2 separate regions of the Macaca mulatta genome follow, and region 2 is linked to region 1. The links are chromatin contacts, called in public Hi-C maps. All regions are on one chromosome and are shown on one strand. The core of a region is the stretch at or near the end of the contact, and the rest is flanking DNA. Distances in the headings are between cores, read along the strand shown. Region 1 holds the start of RUSC1 (RUN and SH3 domain containing 1). Region 2 holds the start of ENTREP3 (endosomal transmembrane epsin interactor 3).

Region 1 (7,239 bases), core at 2,538-5,037:
CACACTTCCCGGCACTCGCTGTCCCCCAGCCCCATCCCGGTTCCCGGTGCCCTCCCTCAGGGCACAGCCCCCACCTCCAGGATCCCGGAAATCCGGGAGCGAGACGGCAGCGCTCACCTCCCGCCTGCCCCGCTAGGGCCTGTAGGGCGGGAGAGGACAGGGCGCCGGGAGGGAGGTGCAGCCCTGCGCACCGCCCCGGGGCCCAGTCCAGCCTGCGGAGCCCCGGGGAGCACGTGGGCGGCGTGGACCAATGGAAAGACAGACAGGGGAAAGGGAGGAGACGGAGGGAGGCGAGACCCGAGGATTGGGAGGCTGGAAGGCGCCGGAAAGGGGAAACCCGGGTCGCGCAGCAGTCTCTAGGTGGAGGGTGCCCTCTTCATCCCGCATGGGACTGGACTCGCGGAGAGGGCGTGGCCAGAACTTCTAGTGCCAATGAGCTCCCGGGAGCTTCACCCTCCACCCCTCCCGAGCAAGGTGGGGGGACAGGCCCGAGATGCACAGGCCAAGGAATTCCACGGAGGGTGTGACCCAAAGTCCCTAACAACAGACTCGCTGGGACCCCCTAGGCTTGGCATGGAGGCTGGGTAAACCCGTGTCCATTATGCCCAGGCGGGTCTGGAGGGAGAGGGGACCGGGCCATGGAGCAGGAAAGGCAACAACTTCCCCTCTCCAGCACTAGGAACGGGGCCAGATTCCCCAAAACCGACGAACTTGCTTGGAGTCCGCCGAAACGGAAGGGCGGGACCAAGCTGGGCAACCCCAGAAAAAAAGCGAAAATGGGGCCGGGCGATAGTGGGAGGGGCCTTGGAGCGGGCGGGGCGGCCCGCCTGAGGCGTGGCCCGCGGGGCTTGCCCGGGTCCGTCTTACGTAGCCTGGGCGGAGGCGATGGGCTCCTGGTCCAGCGAGGGGCCTTCGGCGGACGAGGTTGCGGTGGCAGCGGGGGGGCGGGTACCTGGCGGGGTGGGGGAGCCGCGGCGGGGAAGGTGCTACTTCTGGGAAAGAGCGGGGACAGCAGCAGTGCCAGCTCGGGGCTGGCCAGGCAGGGCAAGGCTCCCCGAGTCGGAGGCGAATAGGCTCCCACTGGGGACAGGCGGACGGGCAGCAGCTGCTCCTCTGGGGGGCTCGGCGCCCCCAGCAGCCGCAGCCCAGCGCCAGGCCACCCTGCCAGAGGAGCCAGGAGCAGAGACCCAGCTGCGCCTGCGCCCCCACCCTCCAACAGGGGGCGCCCGTCGGCCGAGAACCGGAAAACCAGGGGCCGAGGGAGCAGGAGGGGACCGGCTGCAGGCGGGATTGGCGGGGCCAGGCGCAGAGGGAAGGAGGGCAGCGGGATGGGCAGCCAGGCAAGGAGGGGCGGGAAGAAGAGGGAGCAAAGAGTTAGTCCCATATCCCAATGACCCACCCAGTTTCCCTTTCCCGGAGCGCTCCCTGGTAGAAGGGGCGGGGAGGATGGGTGACACAGAATGGAGGGAAGACAGGGGGCCGGGTTGGAAGCCTAGGAGGCGTGAGCGGCCGAAGCCCAGCCCTCCTCCCGCTTCTTGCGACCTCTTACCCTCCAGGCCGGCCTGCGCGCCCGGCTCTCCCGGCTCCTTCGCGGCTGGGGCCTCCTCGCCAGCCGCTGGGCTGACAGCCCGGCCCTCCTCGGACTGCCCCTCCGCTATGGGCTGCAGTCCAGGTCGGTTCTTCTTCCTTCGGGGAGGGACAGGCGGGGGTGGGGGCCGGGGCGGGACCAAAGCCCAGCCAGCTGGGGGGTCTCGAGGCGGGACTGGCGGGGGTGGGGCCCGGCTTCGGGACCGGAGTTCCTTGAAGGTGGTGACTTCCCGAGGAGGTGCCGAGGAGCCGCCCAGCGACCCCGAGGGGGGCAGCTCGGTGTCGGGCGAGAAGACTATGAGCCAGTCACTGCGATCTTTCTTGGCCTGCGGGACGAGGGGCAGCCCTGGGCCCCGCTTGCGCTTCTGGGCCAGCTCGTGGAAGGACGTGATTGTCCGGTGGGGCACCGGCTCCTCGCTGACGTCACTTCTCCATCCTCCATCAATTTTCCCTGCATCTGTTTTCGAGCCAGAATCAGTTATTCTTGTGTTGGTTTTCCAACCAGAGTCGAATTTTTCAGGTTCATTTTTCCAGCTAGAGTTAACATTCCCGTTGTTTTTCCAACCAGTGTTACTGTTTTCCGTGTTTTTCCATTCAGCTTTAGTTTTCTCTGTGTCAATTTTCCAAATTGGGTTAATCTTCCAACTGGGCTCCGTTTTCCCAGCGTCGATTTTCCCATCATCCGCCTCTAAGAGCTCAGAGGTAGGGAGATCCTGCTCCGCGCTCTCATCCTCTTCCTCCAAGCCTGGGGAAGGGAGGTCCTGGCAGGTGGTCAGGGCGTTGCAGTTCGAGTCCAGGCCAGGATCGGGTGAAGAAGAAGCTCCGGAGCAGGAATCAGGAGAGCAGCAGAAGCTGTCCGGTGAGCAGGTGCCAGGGCCTGCTGAAGCCAGTGGGGAACCTTGCTCCAGGGGGATGATACTGGGCTGAGGGTGGGCATCCTCATCACCAGGGAGGTCCCGCAAGTAGACTGAGACGGGGGACTCATCGGGGCTAAGATCTGAGCAGGAGCTGAGCGAGGAAGAGCAGCCTGGGTCTGAGGGAGAGGCAGCCCCCTCTTCCTCCTGTGATGGGTCCTGCCGGTTTTCTAGGCCCGGACCGTGCTCCTGGCAGCACCGGCAGGGCACAGCTGGGCTGTTGGAATTGGCGTCCACCAGGGTGCCACTGCAGGGGCCCCTGCTCTCCTTGCCCCCAGTGTCTCCTGGGGGAGGGGATGTGCTCAAGGGCCCTTCCCGTAGCTCAGGACGGCGGGACAAGTGCAGGCCCAGGGAGACGTGCTGGAGATGGATGTGATTGAGGTTGCAGAGTAAAGCTCTCTGAGGAGACAGCATGGTGCCAGCGGCGATGGGATGGCTTCTAGAGAACCAGGAGGGTAGGGTCTCTCACATCCACCTACCTGGCAACCACAGGTGCAGACCTAGAAGACAGGGGTGGCGAAGCCCAGCCAGTGAGGACAGGAGCTGCGGGAAGGACACTGAGGTGACTGACGGCAGCAGCAGGCCTGAAGGCTCTGGCTGCTTTGGAAGATATTTCAATGAGATGCAAATCGCAATCGACTGGCCATTAGTTTCCACTGCAGTGTTTGCAGGTGGAGTCGAATGTAACCCTCCGGGAATGGAGCCGGGAGGGTCAGAGAACGCGGCTGCGCTCTGGATTTCCGAAGGGGGGCGGGGGCCCGGAAGAGGTCCGGGCCCAGAATGGACCTCCGGGTCCCTGCTGCCGCAATCTGGCCCTGCCCTCCTGCCTACCCCTTACTCCCACAGGAAGGGACCCAGGGAGACCCACCCAGATGCCCTGAAAGGAGGCGGGGGATGGGGGTGGGTCGATATGCAGAGTTTGCCTGGTGAATGCAGGAAAGGGGTGGGAGCTGGAGAGGAAAAGGATGGAGCAGCCGTCAGCTCGTCAACTCCACATCTGCTGGCTGCCTCCGCCGGGCTCCAGCCTGCGCCCTCGCCCCTCAGAACAGCGGTATGTCCATTCTCTCCGCATTCGTCTCCATCGTTCAGTCACCACCGCACCCCTTCTCTATTCATTTCTCCTGCTCCCTTGTCCTGCCCCGCCCCTCGTGCCCTGGTCCATCGGCCTACACCCATGGGCCGAGCCCTCCTCACCAGGGTCCTCCTGGAACCGCTCCGGCCTTGGGCTTGTCCTCGGCTCCCACGGTCCCCGCCCGGCGGGGCACAGAGCGGGAGGGGAGGGGCACTAGCACAACCCACTCTGCGCAGCGCATCTGCACCCCTTCGCGCATGGGCGTGGCGTAGCTCAGACCCGCCCCCAGCGCTTAGCGTCTTGTGTCACCCACCTAGCGGGTTTGATGTATCCCAAGCTTTTGGCCCTGATGCCAAGGCCCCTGGGTCCCGCTTCTGTGCAGCGAGTCCTCCCAGCACCCCACCCCGCACATTCTGGAAAGAGCCAGACTCTGGCTGCGCCGAGCAAGAACAGAACCACAAAAAGGTTACACAATTATTTATTGAGAGCCTCCTCTCCCCATCCTTGCAATCTCTAGGTCACTTTTTCCGCTTGTAGATTTTGCGCGCAAGCCCCAGAAAGATGGCTGGGGGCAGGGGCGCTGCGTACTGTTCAATGAGAGCCATAATGTGGCTGTAACTGTCCTCCTCATATTGCAAGAACACAGCCTGCAGATCCAGCTCCTCATATAGTGCCTTCACCCGGGCCACTTTCTCAGCCTCCTTCTGCCCGTAATTTTCCTAAAAGGGGTTGGAAGACAGGAAAACGGGCTTGGCCTTCCCCAGAGCCTCCAGGACCCCTCCACTCCTCTCATTCTCATATTTCAGAACATCTCCAAAGCCACCCACTCCTTTCCTCCCTCCAATTTTCTTTTTTTTTTTTTTTGAGATGGAGTCTGGCTCTGTCGCCCAGGCTGGAGTGCAGTGGCCGGATCTCAGCTCACTGCAAGCTCGCCTCCCGGGTTTACGCCATTCTCCTGCCTCAGCCTCCCGAGTAGCTGGGACTACAGGCGCCCACCACCTCACCCGGCTAGTTTATTTTTTTGTGTTTTTTAGTAGAGACGGGGTTTCACTGTGTTAGCCAGGTTGGTCTCGATCTCCTGACCTCGTGATCCACCCGTCTCGGCCTCCCAAAGTGCTGGGATTACAGGCTTGAGCAACCGCGCCCGGCCTCCTCCCTCCAATTTTCAAGTGTTTCTAGGTAGCTAGGATCCCAAGCTTCCCTTCCCTATCCCAAATATTCCCTACATATTGCCTCAGACCAGGTGTCCTCTACTCCAGGGTTTCTCAGCCTTGGCACTATTGAAATTTGGGGCCAGATAATCCTGTCTGGGGGAGCTGTTCTGTGTGCTACATGTTTGGCAACATCTTTGGCTCCTGCCAGCTAGATGTCTGTACCACATGCACACACACAGAGTTGTGATGACGATGACAAAAAATGTCTGCTGACATTGCCAAATGTCCCCTCGGGAGAAAAACTGCCTCCAATTGAGAACCACTACTCTATCCCTTTCCACCAGCTCAGGGACCCACCACCCTCTCTCAGGCACCTTCAGGATCTGGTACTGTTCCGGAGTGGCCCGTTGCAGACACTGAACCACCAGCCAGCTGCATTTGTTGTCCTGGATGTCAGTGCCAACTTTGCCGGTCACACTGGGGTCCCCAAAGAGGTCAAGGTAGTCATCCTGGGCGGGAAGGGGGAGGGCAGCAAAGGAGGAAGGATGAGGTTCCTAGGCAGAGGAGGAGTGAAGCTGGTGCCTGTTCTCTGCTACTGCCTCCTGCCTTCCTACCTGAATCTGAAAGAACTCTCCCATCTCCAGCAGGATCTTCTTGGCATTGGCATGCTCCTTCTCACCATCAATTCCTGCCTACAGGGAAAGGTGGGTTAATAAGCCAAACCCCAGAGGTGCCTGCATCTTCCTGGCTGCTTCCTCCCATGGGGTCTTGCCCTACTGCAGCCCCAAATCTCTCCTCTCTCTTCAGATATCTTGGCTTCCCTGACCTAGACAGTCCTGATTGATGGTTCAACCTCAATCCCACTTATTTTTGGCTAGGACTTTCAGGGAGTCATAAAAGAGACGAATCCATTCTAGAGGTGCACAGCCTGTCTTCCCTCACAAATGTCAGTCCCCGAGTCATTCTGATCCATCTTCCTAATATTTTTGCCACCTCCAACTTCTTTCAAGATGAAAAGGAAATGTAGAGAAGCAAGGTCAGGGTAGACAGTTAATCCCACTGACTGCCCTTAATCCATTCTTTTCCCTCTCAACCTGGTTGATCTCCTCCACACTCCTATCCATACTCAGATGCAGGATATACTGTTCCCCTATTAAGTGCTAAGCACTTTCATATCCCTTGCTTTGCTTAATCTTTACAGTCCTGTGAAGTAGGAATTTTATCCTCAGTTGAGGAAGAGACTCAGCGAGACTGACTTGCTCAAGGTCACACAGCCTTTCACCAGGGGTAGCAGTGTTCACGTTTTCTGCTCTATGCCTTCCTGTCCAAAAGCCCCCATTAGCAGAGGAGAGGGGTGAGGAGGCTCACTCACCATGTACATGGCTGCAGCTATAGGAAGGTAGAAGGAGTAGAAAGCTGTCTTGTACTTGACAATAGATTTATACCTGAGTAGGGGGAGAAGAGAAACTCCTCAGGAGGGCAACGCACATCCTGAGCCCTACCTCGCTGTCCAGACATGGTTCGCACTGTCACTCACCTCTTTTCAGTGAATCTGCCAAGATCCACATTGCCCTGGGGGGCTGTGATGAGGTCCAGGGTCTGCCCAATCTCAGTCTGATAGGAACTCTAAGGAAGACAAAGACGGCCCATGAGCCAGGCTTTCTCAAGATATACGAAACCCTGGTATCCTGAGCCCAACATCCCATACCAGCTGACAACTGGGCAGAATCAGAAAGGCAACAGAAGGGGAGAAAGCCCCGAAACTCAAGGCCTATATTCATATACACAGTCCTTTATCACCCTTTCTTCCAATTACACAGGGACAGAGAAGCCCCTTCTTGCCACTACCACCACCCCGCTTCCCAACTCCCTTCCTCGCTTTCTTTCCCTTCCAGGCACCCTGCAATCCTGTACCCTGAAACCAGCCAGATGAGCATGTCCTATAAAGGCCAAGGCTACCATGGGCACCCTCTGGGCATCGGGCCCTGTCTGCAGCAATACCTGCAGGAAGAGCTCGATCAGGTTCAGGTAATAGGGCTGCTCCCGGCAATAGAGCTTCAGCAGGCGGTAGATACATGCTTCCAGGAGGATAGCATCATTGATGGCATCCAAACCCACACCCGGCTATCATGACAGAGAAAAACAAGCAATCAATCTCTAGTCTCGGTTCATACTAAGAGCCATCATCCCAACACCTCAACCAGGCCGCACATACCACCTCCCTGTGGCCTGTCCCCATACCCACTGCTACTTTCCTGCCCACCATTACCTTCTGATACCAGCAGATCTGTCCACGGCGGGTGAGGGATGAATCCATGATGTCATCTGTCACCAGGAAGAAAGCTTGCAGCTAGGAAGAGTGGAATAAGACCTGCAGGGCTCATTACTGTTCCTTCTATCAGCAACAGAGCTGCTACTTTATATCTACATCTGTATATAGTTTTGCTTTTTTTTTTGGTGGGGGACAGAGTATCACCATTATCCAGTGCAGTGGTGCAATCACGACTCACTG
Region 2 (7,239 bases), core at 2,308-4,807, 72 kb after region 1:
AGAAACTGAGGTGGGAGGGTTGTTTGAGCCCAGGAGGTTGAGGCTACAGTGAACCGTGATCATACCACTACCTTCCAGCCTGAACAACACAGTGAGACCCTGTCTCAAAAAAAAAAAAAAAGAAAGAAAGAAAGAAAGAGGATCCAGGGATGGAGAGAAGAAGGGCCAGTGAGTCCTTTGTTGGTCTCTGCCTTACTTCTGGGGTCCCTCTGTTTTTCTTGTGCCTTACAGCTCGACAGAACAATTGGCCCCCTCTACCTTCTTTTTGTCCAGTTCAGCCCTGCTTTTTCCAGGACATCTCCATGGAGATCCCCCAAGAATTTCAGAAGACTGTATCTACCATGTACTACCTCTGGATGTGTGAGTAGTGAGAAGCCTTTTGGAGGAAGTTACAGGTAGATCTCTTAACTGCTCTGGGGTCCGCTCACCAAGAACCAAACACTTCACCTCTATTTAGAACTCAGCAGCCTGCTAGCAAATGTTCCTGCCCTCTCCCCACTTTTTATTGTCCCTATGCATGAATATATTTTGAATTCTTTAGATGTCTTTGGGCTGGGCATGGTGGTTCACGCCTGTAATCCCAGCACTTTGGGAAGCCAAGGTGGGTGGATCACCTGAGGTCAGAAGTTTGAGACCAGCCTGACCAACATGGAGAAACCCTGTCTACTAAAAATACAAAATTACCCTTGCGTGGTGGCGCATGCCTGTAATCCTAGCTACTCGGGAGGCTAAGGCAGGAGAATCACTTGAACCGGGGAAGTGGATGTTGCAGTGAGCCGAGGTCATGCCGTTGCATTCCAGCCTGGGCAACAAGAGGAAAACTCCGTCTCAAAAAAAAAAAAAAAGGCCGGGCGCGGTGGCTCACACCTGTAATCCCAGCACTTTGGGAGGCCGAGGTGGGCTGATCACAAGATCAGGAGATTGAGACCATCCTGGTTAACACGGTGAAACCCCATCTCTATTAAAAATACAAAAAATTAGCTGGGCGTGGTGGCGGGCGCCCAGCTAATTTTTTGTATTTTTAATAGAGATGGGTTTAATAATCCCAGCTACTCGGGAGGCTGAGGCAGGAGAATGGCGTGAACCTGGGAGGCGGAGCTTGCAGTAAGCTGAGATTGCGCCACTGCACTCCAGCCTGGGCAACAGAGCGAGACTCTGTCTCAAAAAAAAAAAAAAAAAAAAGTCTTTGCAAGGGGATCACACATTATTGAGATTTGCTTTCTCCATCTCCCCTGTTAAGGATTCCATGAAGGCACAGTTGCCTTCCTTTCTTTGCTCTGCCATGTTTGGTGAATTAGTTACAGGGTGAGCATAGATGAGAAGGAGTCTTCATTGCAGTCCAGAAGGACTCCTCATCCTGTCCCTCTGCCCCTTAGGCAGCACGCTGGCTCTTCTCCTGAACTTCCTCGCCTGCCTGGCCAGCTTCTGTGTGGAAACCAACAATGGCGCAGGCTTTGGGCTTTCTATCCTCTGGGTCCTCCTTTTCACGCCCTGCTCCTTTGTCTGCTGGTACCGCCCCATGTATAAGGCTTTCCGGTAAGTGTGTTAGTGGTGGGAGAATGATGGAGACCTGGGATGGGCCCCACATCTGCCCATCCTTCAGTTCTAATTCTTCTCCCACCCTCCCCATTTTTTTCCTCTTTGTAGGAGTGACAGTTCATTCAATTTCTTCGTTTTCTTCTTCATTTTCTTCGTCCAGGATGTGCTCTTTGTCCTCCAGGCCATTGGTATCCCAGGTTGGGGATTCAGGTTTGTGAGGCTGTCATCCACCCTCACCTTTCCCTCTAGACCAAGCCAGCACTGGGTGCTGAGATAGGAGTTGTTCAGAAAAAGGAAATGTGGTTTTAATCCTTGGGAGGTACTAGTTTAATGGGATATAAGACATACTTCCAGGATAGAGCGCAGATAGCACTCTTGACTCATGTAGATTGAAGGGAAGAATGCTGCATTTGGCTAATCCTAGGTGGCCTCCTGGAGGAGACACAGAACCATAGTTGAAAGGAGGAAGAAGAATCCCCAGACGAGTGCCTGGAAGAGCTTGGAGAGCTCAGGGCTAATGGTTCAGAAACTGGAATTAAACTATGAAGAGAGTAGATATAGTTTGGGATTGTGGTGCTTGGAATACTGCCAGATTGACAGGGGAGCCACTACTGATGGGAAGGGTAGGAACAGGGGATGTTGGTGGCATAACCAGTGGAGAAGCTGAGGAGCCCCACTTCACTGGCACCTCCTTCCCCTCCTTACAGTGGCTGGATCTCCGCTCTGGTGGTGCTGAAGGCCAACACAGCAGTAGCCGTGCTCATGCTGCTGGTCGCCCTGCTCTTCACTGGCATTGCTGTGCTAGGAATTGTCATGCTGAAACGGGTGAGGGCTGTGTTGAAGGTGGGGCTGGGAGGGTGAGATCATGGGTCCCCAGGGGCCTGGGTGGAACATTCAGGAGCAACCAGCACAGGTCAGGCTGCTGGGTGGTTCTCAGCTAATGGACCTCTGGGGTGTGTGTTTCTGTGTGTGAGTGTGTATGCTGGGCAGCAGGCTGCTGAGTGGTAGTGATGCTGTTAGGCTGGGGTGGGGAACCAGTGGCTGGAATGTGCTGCAATGTCTTTGTCCTCTACTTGCAGATCCACTCCTTATACCGCCGCACAGGTGCCAGCTTTCAGAAGGCCCAGCAAGAATTTGCTGCTGGTGTCTTCTCCAACCCTGCGGTGCGAACCGCAGCTGCCAATGCAGCTGCTGGGGCTGCTGAAAATGCCTTCCGGGCCCCGTGACCCCTGACTGGGATGCCCTCGCCCTGCCACTTGAGGGAGCTGACTTAGCTCCCGTCCCTAAGGTCTCTGGGACTTGGAGAGACATCAGTACCTGATGGCTCCTCCGTAGTGCTCCCAATCCAATGGCCATGACTGCTGAACCTGACAGGCGTGTGGAGAGTCCACTGTGACCTAGTCCCCCCATCAGGCCACACTGCTGCCACCTCTCACACGCCCCAACCCAGCTTCCCTTTGCTGTGCCACAGCTGTTGCTTCGGTTATTTAAATAAAAAGAAAGTGGAACTGGAACTGACATCCCCGTTTCCTGAATCTTCATTGGGAATTAGGCCTTATGAAAGAGGAGAGTGTGGAGTGAGGTGGGAAGGTCGGACCCGGCTTTAGTGTAAACTGGGAGATAGGAGGGGCAGGGCGGTGGAGCCCCGGTGGCTAGCGCAGGAAGGAGGTGGGAAGTCCACGGAAACGCGAAACCGGGAGACGCCAGGGAGCCCTGCTCCCCACCCCTCTCCATTAATGACGGGGAAGAGCCACCGCCTCTGCCGGGAATGCCAAGGAATACGCGGGCCTGGAGCCTGAAAAGCTGGGTGGGGCTCAAGTGGACGCCCAAAGGATCATTAGCAGCCTAGCCAGGGTCCAGAGAGAGGAAGCGACCGGTGGAGGTAGATCCAACTGCCTAGCCCTGCCGCGGGATCCCCCCAACCCCAACCCCTGACAGGGTCTCAGTCCCGAACTACAACTCCCGGGGTGCACCGCGCCGGCCCTCGCCGCCACGCCCCTCCATCCCGCACCATCCCCATTCCCATCCCCCTCTAGTCCCCGACCTGCGGCAGCCGGAGCTCAGGGAGCGGAGCGTGGTGGGGAGGCGAGCGGGACAAGCGACACAGGAGACAGCGGCGCCGCGGCCTCTCCCCACCAGGCGGCCCCGGATCCCACTGGACACCCTGAGGGCACACCGACCCCTCCCCTCTTCTCTAGACTTCTTTCCATCCTTCCCACTTTTACCCTCTCCATCCCTCCCTGGGCTCTGAGCCGCCGCCCCCTCCTCACTCCTGGACTGGCCCTTCTCGGTGCCCCTGTTTCCTAGGGAGATGCGATGAGCCGGTGCCCCCGCGTCCTCATCGTCGCCCGGGGCACGGTGCCCGTCCAGTGCCCGTGGTGGGGAGGGAGCACTCCGCGGTCCCTCCGTGACGCCCCTCCCTTGGCTTCCCCCACAGCTGGCGTCCCTCGGCCATGCCCCAGGGGACCCAGCCAGGGGGTGGGCTGTAGAGCGAGGGAGGTGGAGAGGAGAAAGGACGGGGCCTTGGGCACCTCTGAGATGCTCCCAAGTGCCAGGGAGGGCCGAGCGAGGCGCAGGCAACCGGGCAGCAGGCATGATGCCCTCGCCTAGTGACTCCAGCCGCTCGCTGACCAGCCGGCCCAGCACCAGGGGCCTTACCCACCTCCGCCTCCACCGACCCTGGCTTCAGGCCCTGCTTACGCTGGGGCTGGTCCAGGTGCTCCTGGGCATCCTGGTGGTCACCTTCAGCATGGTGGCCTCTTCCGTCACCACCACTGAGAGCATCAAGAGGTCCTGCCCGTCTTGGGCTGGGTTCTCGGTGAGTTGGGTGCACAGTTGTTGGGTGCACAGTTGTTGGGTGGGGGAGGCTCCTCGGGCCCCACCCTCCACACCAGCTGCAAGTCCACATCCTCGCCTCTCCTCCCTCTCCTGGTCCTCTGCCTCCTTACAGGGCTGGGTGCATCCTGTGGTGAGGGGCTCACTCAGGAGCCTCCCCTGCCAGGCTGAGCCTGTGCCCACTCTGTCCCCAGCTGGCGTTCTCCGGGGTGGTTGGCATTGTGTCCTGGAAGCGGCCATTCACTCTAGTGGTAGGTGCCAGGGTCCAGTGCCCACTGGGAGGCAGGTGCCCAGCACCCAAGGGGAAGCCCATTTATGCCCTCAAGAAGGGAACTGGCTCCCCAATTGGTGCCAGCTGGGTGGGCACGAAGTGTCTGTGAAGGAGGGGGACTCTGTCCGTGGCAGAGTAGTAGTCATGAGGGTCCCAGCCCTGAGTCTGCACCCTGTTTTCCCCAGATCTCCTTCTTCTCCTTGCTTTCGGTGCTCTGTGTCATGCTTAGCATGGCTGGCTCTGTACTGTCCTGTAAGAATGCTCAACTGGCCCGAGACTTCCAACAGTGCTCTCTGGTGAGATTTGAGGAGGGAGAGCTGGAAAGAACTGGCCTGGGGAGGTGTGCAGGACACCTGAGTTTGTCCTGACTCAGGCTGCCTCACCCTCCCTGCTCCACTCAGGAAGGAAAGGTCTGTGTGTGCTGTCCCTCTGTTCCCCTCCTCCGGCCCTGTCCAGAGTCGGGGCAGGAACTGAAAGTTGCCCCTAACTCCACCTGTGATGAAGCCCGAGGGGCCCTCAAGGTGAGCTTGTACCCCACAAACATCCTCCTGGTTCTCACTCTTGCCTCCCTTCCTGGGGTACTCACAGGCCCATAATGTATGGGACTTAGCCCTCTCCTGATTCCTCTCCTCCTTTCCCTTCCCCAGAACCTGCTCTTCAGCGTCTGTGGGCTCACCATTTGTGCCGCTATAATCTGTACCCTCTCTGCTATTGTCTGCTGCATCCAAATCTTCTCCCTGGACCTCGTGCATACGGTGAGAGGGGAGCAGGGGCCAGGGCCACGCAGGTATGGTAGGGGCAGGGGTGTGTGTGCTGAGACTTGCCTGAGGGAACAATGGCTACAGATCTGGCTTTTGAGCACCAGGGGCTATGGGTTATCTATTATCCTCATCTATTGGAGGAATGGATGTTTAATGGGGAGGATGAGAAGGGGAGATGGCAGGGAGTGACTTAAGTATGTGATGCCCATCTGGGACCAGGAGAGGGGGCTTTAGAGAATGGGACTGGATGGTGGGGTAGAGTCAAGAAAGTCCTAGGCTGGGCACGGTGGCTCATTCCTGTAATCCCAGCACTTTGAGAGGCCGAGGCAGGCAGATCACCTGAGGCCAGGAGTTCAAGACCCGCCTGAGCAACATGGCGAAACCCTGTCTCTATTAAAAACACAAAAATTGGGCTGGGCATGGTGGCTCACGCCTATAACCCAGCACTTTGGGAGGCTGAGGCAGGCGGATCACCTGAGATCAGGAGAATGAGACTATCTTGGCTAACATGGTGAAACCCCGTCTCTATTAAAAACACAAAAAATTAGCCAGGCATGGTGGCACGCACCTGTAGTCCCAGCTACTCGGGAGGCTGAGGCAGAAGAATGGCATGAACACGGGAGGCGGAGCTTGCAGTAAGCTGAGATAGTGCCACTGCACTCCAGCCTGGGTGACAGAGCGAGACTCTGTCTGAAAAAACAAACAAACAAAATATAAAAACTAGCCAAGTGTGCTGGCAGGTGCCTGTAATCCCAGCTACTTGGGAGACTGAGGCAGGAAAATGCTTGAACCTGGGAGGCAGAGGCTGGAGTGAGCTGAGATGGTGCCACTGCACTCCAACTTGGGCGACAAGAGCAAGACTCCATCTCAAAAAAAAAAAAAAAAAAAAATTAGGCTGAACTTGGTGGCTCATGCCTGTAATCCCAGCACTTTGGGAGGCCAAGGCAGGAGGATCACCAGATATCAGGAGTTCAACACCAGCCTGGCCAACATGGCGAAACCTTGTCTCTACTAAAAATACAAAAATGAGCTGGGCGTGGTGGCTGGCACCTGTAATCCCAGCTATTCGGAAGACTGAGACTGGAGAATTGCTTGAACCTGGGAGGTGGAGGTTGCAGTGAGCTGAGATCGAGCCATTGTACTCCAGCCTGGACGACAAGAGCGAAACTTCGTCTCAAAATAATAATAATAATAATTAGCTGGGCATGGTTGCATACCCTTATAATTCCAGTTACTCGGGAGGCTGAGGCACAGGAATCGCTTGAGCCTGGGAGGTAGGGGTTGCAGTGAGCTGAGATCATGCCACTGCACTCCAGCAACAGAGTCAGACTCTGTCTCAAAAATAAAAAAAAGAAGGTCCTAGATGGAGGTGAGGCTAAAGGGTGGACATTCCTGTGAAGACACAGTGGGTGAAGCTTCTGGATGGAGGAGGGGCCGTAAAGAAGAGGAATTTGTGGGTGGGCAAGGCCAGAGCTAGAGGTACAGGGTGAGTGTGGGGTTAAGGAGAGCTGATTTGGGGTGAGGGAGGAGCCAGAACTAGAGCTTCTCTCAGGGGATAGGGCCAGAAAAAATAATGTAGATGAGAGAGGAGTTTGGGGGCCTAGAAGGAGCTATATTCCTAGCATCCAGACTTGCTGACCTGCTTGCTTCCCCAGCAGCTGGCCCCTGAGCGGTCAGTCTCAGGCCCACTGGGACCTCTGGGCTGCACGTCTCCGCCCCCAGCCCCTCTCCTACACACCATGCTGGACCTGGAGGAATTTGTCCCACCTGTGCCTCCACCACCCTACTATCCCCCAGAGTACACTTGCAGCTCAGAAACAGATGCACAGAGGT

The links. Hi-C and Micro-C count contacts between places; a contact is called where the count stands out from the background.
Region 2: a Hi-C map of blood shows a contact between it and region 1, with 4 times the contacts expected there. The contact joins the promoter of ENTREP3 here to the promoter of RUSC1 in region 1. A contact is called at or near these places in 4 of 14 Hi-C or Micro-C datasets (CD4 T cells, blood, fetal cortex germinal zone and 1 more).

What each region holds. Positions count from the first base shown.
Region 1 is chr1:111,658,164-111,665,402 of T2T-MMU8v2.0, forward strand. It overlaps RUSC1 (RUN and SH3 domain containing 1), which reads right to left and starts at 3,788. Exons shown (of 11, transcript XM_077942748.1): 1 at 3,696-3,788; 2 at 1,550-3,001; 3 at 953-1,278. It overlaps FDPS (farnesyl diphosphate synthase), which reads right to left. Exons shown (of 11, transcript XM_077944131.1): 5 at 6,997-7,077; 6 at 6,729-6,851; 7 at 6,265-6,353; 8 at 6,100-6,172; 9 at 5,342-5,419; 10 at 5,102-5,236; 11 at 4,036-4,292. The coding sequence ends at 4,092. It overlaps LOC144330930 (putative uncharacterized protein RUSC1-AS1), which reads left to right and starts at 868. Exons shown (of 2, transcript XM_077944818.1): 1 at 868-2,446; 2 at 2,994-4,110. The coding sequence starts at 3,124. The coding sequence ends at 4,110.
Region 2 is chr1:111,730,253-111,737,491 of T2T-MMU8v2.0, forward strand. ENTREP3 (endosomal transmembrane epsin interactor 3) reads left to right here and starts at 3,558. Exons shown (of 12, transcript XM_077943448.1): 1 at 3,558-4,357; 2 at 4,490-4,625; 3 at 4,831-4,941; 4 at 5,047-5,166; 5 at 5,293-5,400; 6 at 7,065-7,237. The coding sequence starts at 4,867. It overlaps SCAMP3 (secretory carrier membrane protein 3), which reads left to right. Exons shown (of 9, transcript XR_013397636.1): 5 at 232-360; 6 at 1,377-1,536; 7 at 1,700-1,749; 8 at 2,247-2,364; 9 at 2,619-3,059. LOC144330979 (a long non-coding RNA gene) reads right to left here and starts at 6,297. Exons shown (of 2, transcript XR_013397748.1): 1 at 6,167-6,297; 2 at 1,843-5,989.